4 separate regions of the Mus musculus genome follow, and all the other regions are linked to region 1. Evidence: chromatin contacts called from public promoter capture Hi-C data. All regions are on one chromosome and are shown on one strand. The core of a region is the stretch at or near the end of the contact, and the rest is flanking DNA. Distances in the headings are between cores, read along the strand shown. Region 1 holds the start of Mrpl22 (mitochondrial ribosomal protein L22). Region 2 holds the start of Alkbh5 (alkB homolog 5, RNA demethylase). Region 3 holds the start of Glra1 (glycine receptor, alpha 1 subunit). Region 4 holds the start of Shmt1 (serine hydroxymethyltransferase 1 (soluble)).

Evidence for each region. Promoter capture Hi-C pulls out the DNA fragments that hold promoters and counts their contacts.
Region 2: a promoter capture Hi-C map of pre-B cells shows a contact between it and region 1, with 4 times the contacts expected there. The contact joins the promoter of Alkbh5 here to the promoter of Mrpl22 in region 1. A contact is called at or near these places in 5 of 39 promoter capture datasets (the C10 cell line, hippocampal neurons, liver and 1 more).
Region 3: a contact with region 1 is called in a promoter capture Hi-C map of second pharyngeal arch cranial neural crest, with 5 times the contacts expected there. The contact joins the promoter of Glra1 here to the promoter of Mrpl22 in region 1. A contact is called at or near these places in 2 of 39 promoter capture datasets (hippocampal neurons and second pharyngeal arch cranial neural crest).
Region 4: a contact with region 1 is called in a promoter capture Hi-C map of cranial neural crest. The contact joins the promoter of Shmt1 here to the promoter of Mrpl22 in region 1. A contact is called at or near these places in 2 of 39 promoter capture datasets (cranial neural crest and hippocampal neurons).

Annotation. Positions count from the first base shown.
Region 1 is chr11:58,170,395-58,173,094 of GRCm38.p6, forward strand. Mrpl22 (mitochondrial ribosomal protein L22) reads left to right here and starts at 1,270. Exons shown (of 7, transcript NM_175001.5): 1 at 1,270-1,319; 2 at 1,400-1,448; 3 at 2,639-2,700. The coding sequence starts at 1,292.
Region 2 is chr11:60,536,240-60,538,939 of GRCm38.p6, forward strand. It overlaps Alkbh5 (alkB homolog 5, RNA demethylase), which reads left to right and starts at 1,444. Exons shown (of 4, transcript NM_172943.4): 1 at 1,444-2,700. The coding sequence starts at 2,184.
Region 3 is chr11:55,606,834-55,609,533 of GRCm38.p6, forward strand. It overlaps Glra1 (glycine receptor, alpha 1 subunit), which reads right to left and starts at 1,365. Exons shown (of 9, transcript NM_020492.4): 1 at 845-1,365. The coding sequence starts at 900.
Region 4 is chr11:60,809,819-60,812,518 of GRCm38.p6, forward strand. Shmt1 (serine hydroxymethyltransferase 1 (soluble)) reads right to left here and starts at 1,447. Exons shown (of 12, transcript NM_009171.2): 1 at 1,086-1,447.

The sequences.
Region 1 (2,700 bases), core at 20-2,519:
CTTGTGTAACATGGTGGTTCTTTAACACCAGTCTCCCACATGCTGATGTTACAGTCATTTTTAACAAGAACCCTGAGGCCCACTGAAGACAGAGTTTGATGAACCAGCCTGCCTCCATTTTAGGCTTAAAAGGTATCTTTTTTTTTTTTAAAGATTTATTTATTTATTATATGTAAGTACACTGTAGCTGTCTTCAGACACACCAGAAGAGGGAGTCAGATCTCATCATGGGTGGTTGTAAGCCACCATGTGGTTGCTGGGATTTGAACTTCGAACCTTCAGAAGAGCAGTCGGGTGCTCTTACCCACTGAGCCATCTCACCAGCCCAAAAGGTATCTTATAGTAGAGGCAAACTAGATTCATTCCTGTTTATGATTAAACCTCCATTTCTCACTGATTGGGCTATGCCACACCTGTAATCTTAACTATACATGGTTCTGTGGGTTCCAGAAAATGGCAACTGTGTCTTTGTTTCAAAACCATCTTGTTAATCCTACCTTTGTTTCAAAAGGTTTTTATGGCCGGTCATGGTGGCCCACACCTTTAATCCCAGCACTCGGGAGGCAGAGGCAGGCGGATTTCTGAGTTCAAGGCTAGCCTGGTCTACAGAATGAGTTCCAGGACAGCCAGGGCTATACAGAGAAACCCTGTCTCAAAAAACCAAAAAAAAAAAAAAAAAAAAAAGGTTTTTATGACTACCTTCTTAGGACCACCTTGTGATCATAACTTTCTTTCAGGAGGTGGTTATGACCAATTTGCTAGTCTGTTTCTGTTTATGGGACTAACTTATTAGTCAGCTCCTGTTCTAGTTCTGCTCCTGTAACCTCCACCTAGCAAATCCATTTGGAAACACCCAACCCCTGAGCTATAGAAACCTTGTCTTCCTCATATCCGATGCTGCCTTCTCAAACGTTGCTTTAGGGGGAAGCAGTTCCTGTATGCAAATAAAAAAAGCTTGCTTTAATTAATTGCTTGCTTTAATTAACTTGGCCATTATGATTTGGATCAGTGGTCTTTCTTGTATCTTTGGCCTTAAATATTTAGGATTAAAAGGTTCTCCTGCCCTTTTCAGGCTGTTATGAGGTGAGGTCACAGTTTTTCTGATTTTCAGTCTTTATGAGGTCATTCACTCCAAAGAAAGACTGCTCTGACCAGACTTTTCACAAGGACGACGCATTCCTGGTCTCCATGACAACGCACTCTGACTTTTCCGGTCCCGGAAGCCGGCCTCGGACTGCGCATGCGTATAGTCAGCCGGCGTTTGATCCCGGAGGCTTCCGTAGGGCTCAGCATGGCGGCCGCACTACTGCGAGAGTTGGGTAAGGCTTGAGTCTTTCTTAGAATTTGGGAAGGAGGAGATAAAGAGAATCGAAGTTGACAGCTCGTATTCACGTTGCAGGTGCACTGAGGGTACCTAACCTGAGGATCTGGGCAACGCAGACGCTGCGGTAAGAGTCCTGCCACGAAGATCTTGCAGGCTGCGCCTGATCTGCATCGATCACAGTGCACTTGTGTGCCAGGCAGTACTTTCGGCCTCAGGTGGAGGGCGGCCCGACCCAGAACCCCATAGAGACTGTTGCCTCCGGGGGCTCCTCTCGGTGTTTTCTGACCAGCCTCTCCCTATTCCGTAGGCACGATTCGAATCTTCGACTTTGTGTGCTATACCAACAAACATTCCTGGTTATTTCTTTATTCACTTGCCGTGGGCAAGGACTGTTTGGAGACTCGAGGCTTGCCTGACATTGTACATTCGTTCGCTGTTGTTTCTCAGCAACTGGAGTTTGAGCCTTTTGCTCTGCAGAACATTCTGGAGCCTCTCGAGAAAGCCTTTTGTTTGTTTGTTTGAGTCTCGCCATAAGTCAGTCTGGCTTCTGCTTACCAGTCAGAGGCTGGGATCCTAGGCCATGCACTGTCCTGCTAGGACACAAGCGTCCCTATGCAGTTGAGTTAGCACTGGCATGGATCCGTAGGGTACATCCGAAGTTTCGATTACATATATAGTACTTGCAAATGAATTGCTTCTTTGGAGCAATATTTTGACATAATATAATTATAGTTGTTTGATTCCGTTTAAAACCCATTTCAGTCCTGAGTATTCATAAAACCTGTAAGTATTCATGAAACTTTGTCACTGTTAATTCATGGCATACTTAATTTACCAGACACCATATTGATTGCCAAATCTGTATTGAGGTTTTGAGAAATGCAAGGCAGTTTCTAAGGGATGGCAGACAGTAGGTACCTCACGCTCACAAAATCTTGTTTAATAGTTTATCCTAATGGCTTCTTTGAAAGATTGAAGTCAGAGTTGAGCAGCTTATGGTTCTGTCACCCTGCTGTGAGTGATGATATAAAATGATGTTAGAGGCCTTAGAGACATTGCCTCTTTCCTCTTTCTTACATACATGAAAACCAAGGCCCAGTGAAGTGACAGTGTGCCGCTGGCTTTAACTATGTAAAATGTAAACACCAGTGATTCAAACTGGAGAAGAAAGTTTGAAGGCCTAGAGATTGCAGGTGTATCTGGATGGGAGACGAGCCAGCTCTGTAGTGTCTGGATAAGGGTGGTGGTGACGTGGCTCCCAGAACGGCAGAGAGGTCCAAGTTTCTGTTGTCTTATGGGCTTCCTTCCTTTCAGGGTTTTACCCCCGTCGTGCATCCACACGAGTGCTTCTCTTGACATTTCTCGCAAATGGGAGA
Region 2 (2,700 bases), core at 194-2,693, 2.4 Mb after region 1:
TCAATCTGCCCAGGCAAACTGCTCAGGTAAGAGACCCACCAGGTGTTCACACAGTACAGACCGGGCTCAAGTCCAGTTCAGCTGGCTTTGCCCTTCAGTCCATCTTCTACCTGCAGCTGCCCTTCCACCCTCTCTCTGTCACCTGGGCCCAAGGGGCTGCCCCGGGAATCCCCAGACCCATTTCCCTTTTGTCTGCCTGCTGTTTGGGAGAGAGGGTGGCCTGGATTCCCTAATTTCTTGGCTTTCCACTCCACAAACTTTTCCAAGTTACCACACAGTCCCCACTTTCCAACAGAGACTGCTGCCACCCTCAGTTTTCAGATTAGAAGACTGAGGTCTGGATGCTGTATCAGCAATCCTTCTGCTGCGTCATTCCATCCTCACAACCACCGTTCGAGGTAAGTACTGGTTCCTGGTTTTACACACCAGACTCTGGGATGCCTGGAAGACAAGGGGTGAGCTGTGTGACAGACACTGTAGATGGACAGGCATTACAGATGACAGACAGCATGGACAGCCAGGAGGGGCGGCGATATATGAAAATCTGACGGAGTATCAAAGACTGGAAAAGGGACTGGGAACCAGAAAAGGAAGCTGGAATTCATCTTGGGGAGGTTCAGAGCAGAACCTCTTTGCTATTCCTATTTGCTGGAGTGCCCAGGGACCTCCAGCACGGCTAAACCTTTGTTCAGGCTTTCTCCTCCGCTTCAGGATTTTTTATTGTTTGGGTTTGTTGTAGTTGTTTTGAGACAGAGGCTCGCTGTGTAGCCTAGGTTGGCATCCAATTTGTGAGCTATCCTCCAACCAGTCTCCAGAGTGCTGAGACGCATTTACCATCCCACTGTGCAATTTATTTATTTTCTGTCTGAAGAATATTTCCAATTTGGACCGATCCGTGGTAAATCTGCGCCCTTCAGACAGGAAAGCCTTTTTGTCGCCCCCTATAACAACGCCCAACCCCAGTAGGAACGTGACGTGCCCGTGCGCGTGCCCGCGGCTGCGCGACCCGTGGGCAGTCCCGGGACGTGACTTGTGGAACGTCCGCTTCGGGAAGCGATGGCGGCGGGAATGGGGTGTGGGTGCCCGGACCGCGCGCCTCCAGCTTTTGTTGTCCTGGCTTGCTCCACAGTTTGGGCCTGATGCTCTCCTGCCCGTAATTTTAACTTTCCACTGTTTCCGAAGCTTCACCGGAGTCCTGAGGGCTTTTCGTCGCCGAGAACTCCATTCAGGCACTTACTTAGCCACCCATTCACTCTTCAGGGGTCCTCGAGCTTCTGCCCGAAGCTAATTAAGTGATGGACGCAGTAGCCAAGGAGACTAGTTGATTGACAAGCATGATTTACCAACCGACTCTGGAAACTCCAGTCCGTGTTTGCCCAACGCGTGGCCGGCAGTCCAATTAAGAAAGTGGAAGCTCCAAAGGGGGCGGTCACGGGGCGGACTGGGTTGTGGCGATTCCCGAGGATTTGTGCGCTGGAAGCTGAGGCGTCTGCGGGCATCCGCACGATGCCGTGACGCGGCAGCGCTGTCCAGTGGACACCGCGAGCACACTCCGGCGGGTGGAGTCCCTCGGCCCCGGAGGCGGCTTGGCGTGCAGGCAAATTGTTGTTTTCGGGAGCTGTTCTCGAAGCTTTCCGCGGGTGGGGGGAGGGGCGGCGGCCGACGAGCGGGCCTCGTCTGCGCATGCGCCGGCCTCTCCGCCGACTGGGCGGCACGCACGCGCATGCTCAAAGTACGTGGAGTCTCGTGGCCGCCGGCAGTGCGCACGCGCGTCGAGAAGCCCGCTAAGGAGCGGCGCTGTCGGAGGTCGGGCGGGCTGGCGGTGACGTCGTGAGGAGAGCTTTAAAGTGCGGGCCGGGCCGGGCGTCTGAGGGTCCGACCGGGAGTCTGGCGGAGTCTTGGCCGAAGCCCTCCGCGGCATGAGGCGCTGCCGGCGCCTTTTTCCCTCAGGACGCGGAGAAGGTGGAGGAGGAGGAAGCCCCGCTGTAGCTGGTGCTGCATGACCGACCGCGGCTGAGGTTCGACCCCTTCCCGGCCCCTCTACGCCTACCCCTTTGGTCCCTTGAGCCACGCATGGGGGCCTGGCACTGAGGACCCTCGCTTCCCTTTCGGGTCCCTTTCGGGTCCCCTGAGAGCCATGCCGGACCGCCGCGGAGGACCCTAGAGTTGAGTTGGCGGGGGCCATGGCGGCCGCCAGCGGCTACACCGACCTGCGGGAGAAGCTCAAGTCCATGACGTCCCGGGACAACTACAAGGCGGGCAGTCGGGAGGCCGCCGCCGCTGCGGCCGCCGCCGTGGCTGCCGCTGCCGCTGCCGCGGCCGCCGCTGAGCCTTACCCGGCGTCCGGGACCACCAAGCGGAAATACCAGGAGGACTCGGACCCCGAGCGCAGCGACTACGAGGAGCATCAGTTGCAGAAGGAGGAAGAGGCGCGCAAGGTGAAGAGCGGCATCCGGCAGATCCGGCTCTTCAGTCAGGATGAGTGCTCCAAGATCGAGGCCCGCATCGATGAGGTGGTGTCCCGCGCCGAGAAGGGCCTGTACAACGAGCACACGGTGGACCGGGCCCCCCTGCGCAACAAGTACTTCTTCGGCGAGGGCTACACGTACGGGGCCCAGCTGCAGAAGCGCGGGCCGGGCCAGGAGCGCCTCTACCCGCCGGGCGACGTCGACGAGATCCCGGACTGGGTGCATCAGCTGG
Region 3 (2,700 bases), core at 115-2,614, 2.6 Mb before region 1:
AAAGATGTAATTTTTCACTTTTCACTTGGACTAAGACAAGAATGCCAAGTCTGTAAGCAGAGAATTAGGAGTCAGTGGGTGGGCGTGGGGAGCCTAGTTATGGCAGCAGATATAGGCATCCATTCATAAAGAAGAACTGCCCTTTGGAGTAGCGGAGGGTCTGTTGTAACAGAGTTTGGAAAGAAGCGTGTATCAGGGAGGAGGGAGTCAAAGTTATAAAAGGAAAATATTTTCTAGCATCTATTATTAAATAGGCCTGATCTGCATTTAAGTTAGGGCTTTGTAAGCTGCGGTCATAACTGCGTTTTTTCCCAGCTCCAAACTACAGAAACCCCTGACCCCGAAGCAAAACAACAAAAAGAGAGACAGAATGCTGTTTTGTGCCCAGCCAGTCCAACTGCAACCTTCCGCGTCACCGCTAGTTGTCACTTCGCTCCCAGACGGGAGACCCGGGGTTTCCAGCACTGCGGTTTGAGAGAATGCGGTCCCAATTAAACTAAAAAACTCACAAAGCTTCCCCTTAAGTCCTCAGTCGAGTGAAGGGTAACGAGCAGAGGGGCTAGGGGGCTGGGGCCCCAATTTTGCGGGGAGTGCAGTAAGCAGACAGACTGCAAAGAACAGGCAAACCGCTGCCGGAGCAACCAGGAGCAGCCACTGTCTGGGACCTACACGCACCAGCCAGACACCCTGCGGGTGGGGGGTGGGGGAAGGAGAGGGATGGAAGGGCCTTCAGCACACAGCACCCCCTCCCCAATTGATGAAGCCGCGGCAGAGTCAGCCTCCCTACTCCTCCTGAACCCCTATTGCACCATAAGGATAGTGGTCAGTATAGAAAATCGCGTACCTGAAGAATACAATGGTCTCCCAAAGGTAGAATCGCAGAGTATTGAAGCTGTACATCTTCCAGATTCTAGTGCTGTAAAGTCCACGAGTTATGGGGGTGCAAAAATGTTTTCGATGGGCACTTACGAAGCCAGAGAGCGCCACTGGGGATAATAATCCAGATGTTTAAGGGGGCAGGGAGTAGAGGGACGAGGTGTCAGAGCCGGGGGAGAATTGCAGCCAGGCAGCTAAGGTACCGCGGACAGCGGCAGTCGTGCAGGTTCAGCACCACGGAGAGCGTCCAGCCCGGCTGCGGGCGGGAAGAGCGCGGCTGAAGCTCTACTCGCTGGAGGCTCCCTGCGGCGCTGGGAGGCACGTTTGGGGGTGGGTATATTTTCTTCTTTTCTTTCTTTCTTTACTCTTCTTCTTCTTTATTTTTACCCTTATTTTCCTGTCGAGATGGCCAGCTCCATGAAAGGAAGAAATCCGTGGGGATCAGAGCCCTGGCCTCAGACCCTTAGACCCGGCTGGCATCTTCTTTCTGGCCCTGGGCTGGCCCGAGGGGTTTTAGGGGTTGGGGGGGGGGGTGGAGCAGGTGACGGTGCTGGCTTCAGTTAGATGTCGGAGAGTGTGCCAGGCTGGCGCATCGCGACCGAGTCCCGGAATCTCGTTCCCCTGCCTCCGTTCCTGTCTGCTGCCGCCTTGCAGTCCGTGTTCTCTGGTCCCCGACGAATAAGTTGGGATCGCTGCAAGAAAGGTGTCCCATTGCTTGGGGCTGCAGGAGCAAGAGAGCCCACCACAACTTTCAGGGGCTGCTGGGGTCCATGGCTTCCCAGCAGGGCTCAAGAACCCAAGCTTTCACAGGCATCTCCAATTTCTAAGCTCGCCCATCTTCTTCTGGCCAGACTCCCTCAGATCTTCAGACTTTCTTACTGCATTAATTTAACAAACTGGCGGCGTAGAGGATGGTGGGGGCGAGGACCGACGGGAGGGGGTGGAGAGGGGAAAATGGGGGGAAAAACTCCTTAGAAGCTTCAAACCCTCCCACTCGGAGTGTTCATTGGCCCGCAGCTGCGAAAACCATATCTTCTCTCCAGGTTCGGCCAATTGCACGTTAGGCTCTGGCTTGAGTTTAACCCTTGGAGTGCTGGCAGAGACCAGCCTCATGCACTTCCCAGGCCTCAGGGTCTTTTCAGGTCTTCTGTCGCTCCAGAGAGGTCATGGAATTTATCTTTTAAGTCTTTCAAAATCCTTACCATGATTTTTTAAAAAATAGCTGTATGTAAGTAAAACACCATGAGCCTCAGTCCAGATGTGCTCAGGCAGACTCAGTTTATCATTTTTTTCATTAATTCGTTTATTCATTTTACATCCCAATTGCAGCCCCTCTTCTTCCTCTCCTCCAAGTCCCACTCTCACACCCCCTCCTCAGAGAAAGGAATGCCCCTTGTGGGTACCAGCTGGCCCTGACCTATCAAGTCACAGCAGGACTAAGAGCATCCTCTCCTACTGAGGCCAGATAAGGCAGCCCAGTTAGGGGAAGGCAGGGAATGGAGTCAGAGACAGTTCCTGCTGCTCCAATTGTTCAGGGATCCACATGGAACCAAGCTTCACATCTGCTACATGTGTTGAGGGCCTAGGACCAGCCCATGCATGCTCTTTGGTTGGTGGTTCAGTCTTTGTGAACCTCCACAGGCCCAGGTGAGTTGACTCTCTAGGTTTTCTTGTGGTGTCCTTGACTCCTCTGGCTCCCTCAAAATTTCCTTATAGTCTTCCACAGGACTTCCCAAGCTCTGCCTAATGTTTGACCGTGGAGAGCTGCTGCACCTGTTTCCATTTTAAAAGGGTCAATGGAACAAGGTCCCTCAATTTTGTTGA
Region 4 (2,700 bases), core at 197-2,696, 2.6 Mb after region 1:
ATTTAATAGTTTTCAACAACAACAACAAGGTCTCCATATAGAACTATCCTGGAATCACTATGTAGACCATGCTGGCACTGAACTCTGCCTACTTCTACCTCTTTGTCTGCTGGGTGGGATTAAAGGCCATACACCACAATACCCAGGCCAGGGCATTAGTTTTATGTTTTTAGAGAGGGTTTTTCTATGTAGACCAGGCTGGCCTTGAATTCACAGAGATCTTCCTGCGTGTGCCACCACCACTCCTGGCTTACTTAGGGCTTACTTAGGAAGAAGATCTTCACACTATAGACTTTTGATTATTTTGTTTTCCAAGACAGGGTCTCTCTGCAGAGCCCTGGCTGCTGAACTGTCGTTTTTGAGCTAACTTTGGGGAAAACATACAGCATTTCCTTATTACTGTCTATAGGTCTGCCAAAGTCCATACCCACGTGTTAGGCTGTAATGGGGACAGGAACAGTGCGAGTCTCTCTGTGCCCTGCTTTATAAAGAGAGGAGGCTCTCAAAGGCCTTGGAGTGGCTTTAACTAAGGTCATATAACAGAGGCAGAATGTGAACTCCTGTTTACTTTTGGTGCTTCCCAGAATCCTGGGTAACACAATTACTCACCTCCATTCAATTTCCCCTCAAGGAAGAAATTTTAAATGTATTCTGTACGGAGCCTAAACTGGTGTTTCTGGTCCAGCAACTGCCTGGCTCAATTAAACACATTTGTGCTTGCTTCAGCTAACCAAAGGTCACCTAACTTCCAGACCTTGAAATAGAGGCACTGGGCTAAGAACGCTACAAGCCAACCTGTCCCCTAGATAGAGTAACGCACTGCAGATAATCAGGGTTGTACTAGTAAATCAAAAGCAGTGATTACAGACAAACCTCGGAAGCTTCGTTAACATGTATAAACCAAGGGGTTCCATCCCAGCACCACATGAACCGAGAGCGATAGCTCTTACTGGTGAGGTGGAGGCAGAACCATTAGAAGTTCAAGGTCATCCTTGGCTACACATCAAGTTCGAGGACAGCATGTGTGACACTCACACCTCAAACAAAACAAAAAGAAACAATCGCAAAGATTAGAAATTACATACCTTGTATTAGGAGCGTGGATTTTGTGAAAAGGTTCCAACCCTTGGTGCAGGGTGGCCTCCAGTTCACTTGGTTTCGGGAGCTGGCCGTAAACGTCTGTTCCTCCGGTCTTTATGAAAGGGACTAAACGCGTTGTGGTGGCGCACGCCTTTAATCCCAGCACTAGGGAGGCAGAGGCAAGTGGATCGCCGAATTCCTGGAGAGCGCGCGGAAAGTGACCACAGCAACACCTCCAGCCGGAACCCCGCAGCGGGCTGTCCTAACAGCCCAGCACGTGCTCCGGGAACCAGCCTCCCCACCACGTGACACACCACGTCCGGGGGAAACCCAAACTTGGCGCGCAGAGGCCGGAGCTCCACTAAACTCTCCCCAGCGCAGCCTGGTCCCGCCCCGCCCCTACAGCGGCCCAATCAGTGGGAGCATCCAGGTAGAGCCCGCCCCCAGCTGCCCACGCGCGATTCGCCCGCGCTCAGAGCAGGGCAAAGCCTGACGGAAAAAAAAAAAAAAAAAAAGAGCTCTGAACTGGAGGGGGTGGGAAGGAGGAGGGGACTGGGCGGTTCCTTACCTTGGGACCTGGGACTTTTGGGCAGTATTGCTGATTGTAGGAGTGTTTTGTGATCCAGAAGACCTGGATAGGATTGGGGATCGAGCCTGGTTCGGGTTCAGTTTCCAGTAACTAATGCACAAGTGTCCAGGGGATCTGCCTCCAGAGTTCTAGGATTAAAAGTATGTGCTACCATGCCTGACATAAATAGATCTTTTTTTTTTTTTTTTTTTTTGGTTTTTTGAGACAGGGTTTTTCTGTCTAGCCCTGGCTGTCCTGGAACTCGCTCTGTAGACCAGGCTGGCCTCGAACTCAGAAATCCACCTGCCTCTGCCTCCCAAGTGCTGGATTAAAGGCGTGCGCCACCACCGCGGGTCCTGGTGTCAGCCCACAGTAATCCCTATCTCAAATAAATAAGTAAACAAAAAAACAAACAAGACAAACAAAAACCCAGCTGGCATGACCAGAACTCTACAGGCTTTGGCAGAGGGATCTTGAGACAGAGGGCAACCTGACTAAATACCAAGATTCAGGCTAGCTGGCTGTCTCAAATATTAAAATGAGGCTGGCTGTGTGGCTCGGTGTTAGAGAGCCTGCTTAGCCTAAACAAGAGTTTGCGTTGTTTGTGTTACACACGCTAGTAAAAACGAATGAAGCAAATCATATTGCCATGGGGCTAGAGAGATGGATCAGTGGTTAAGAGCATTTGTTGCTTTTGCCGAGGTCCTGAGTTCAATTCCCAGTACCCACATGGGTGGCTCACAACCATTTATACCTTCAGTTCCAGGGGCTCTGATGCACACTTCTGACCTCTGTGGCCAATGCATGCATGTGGTACACACATACATGCAGACAAACACTTGCATATATAAATAAAATAAATTTTTAAATATATATTATTGCCATGTGTGCATAAAAATATAAAAATACATTGTTTAGTAACAAAATTAATTTAAAATGATAAGATTTAAAAAATCATTTTAGAGTCAGGAGGTAGTAGTGCAGCCTTTAGTCCCAGCCCTCAGAAGGCAGAGGCAGGCAAAAGGGTGTTAAATCCCCTAGAACTGGAGTTA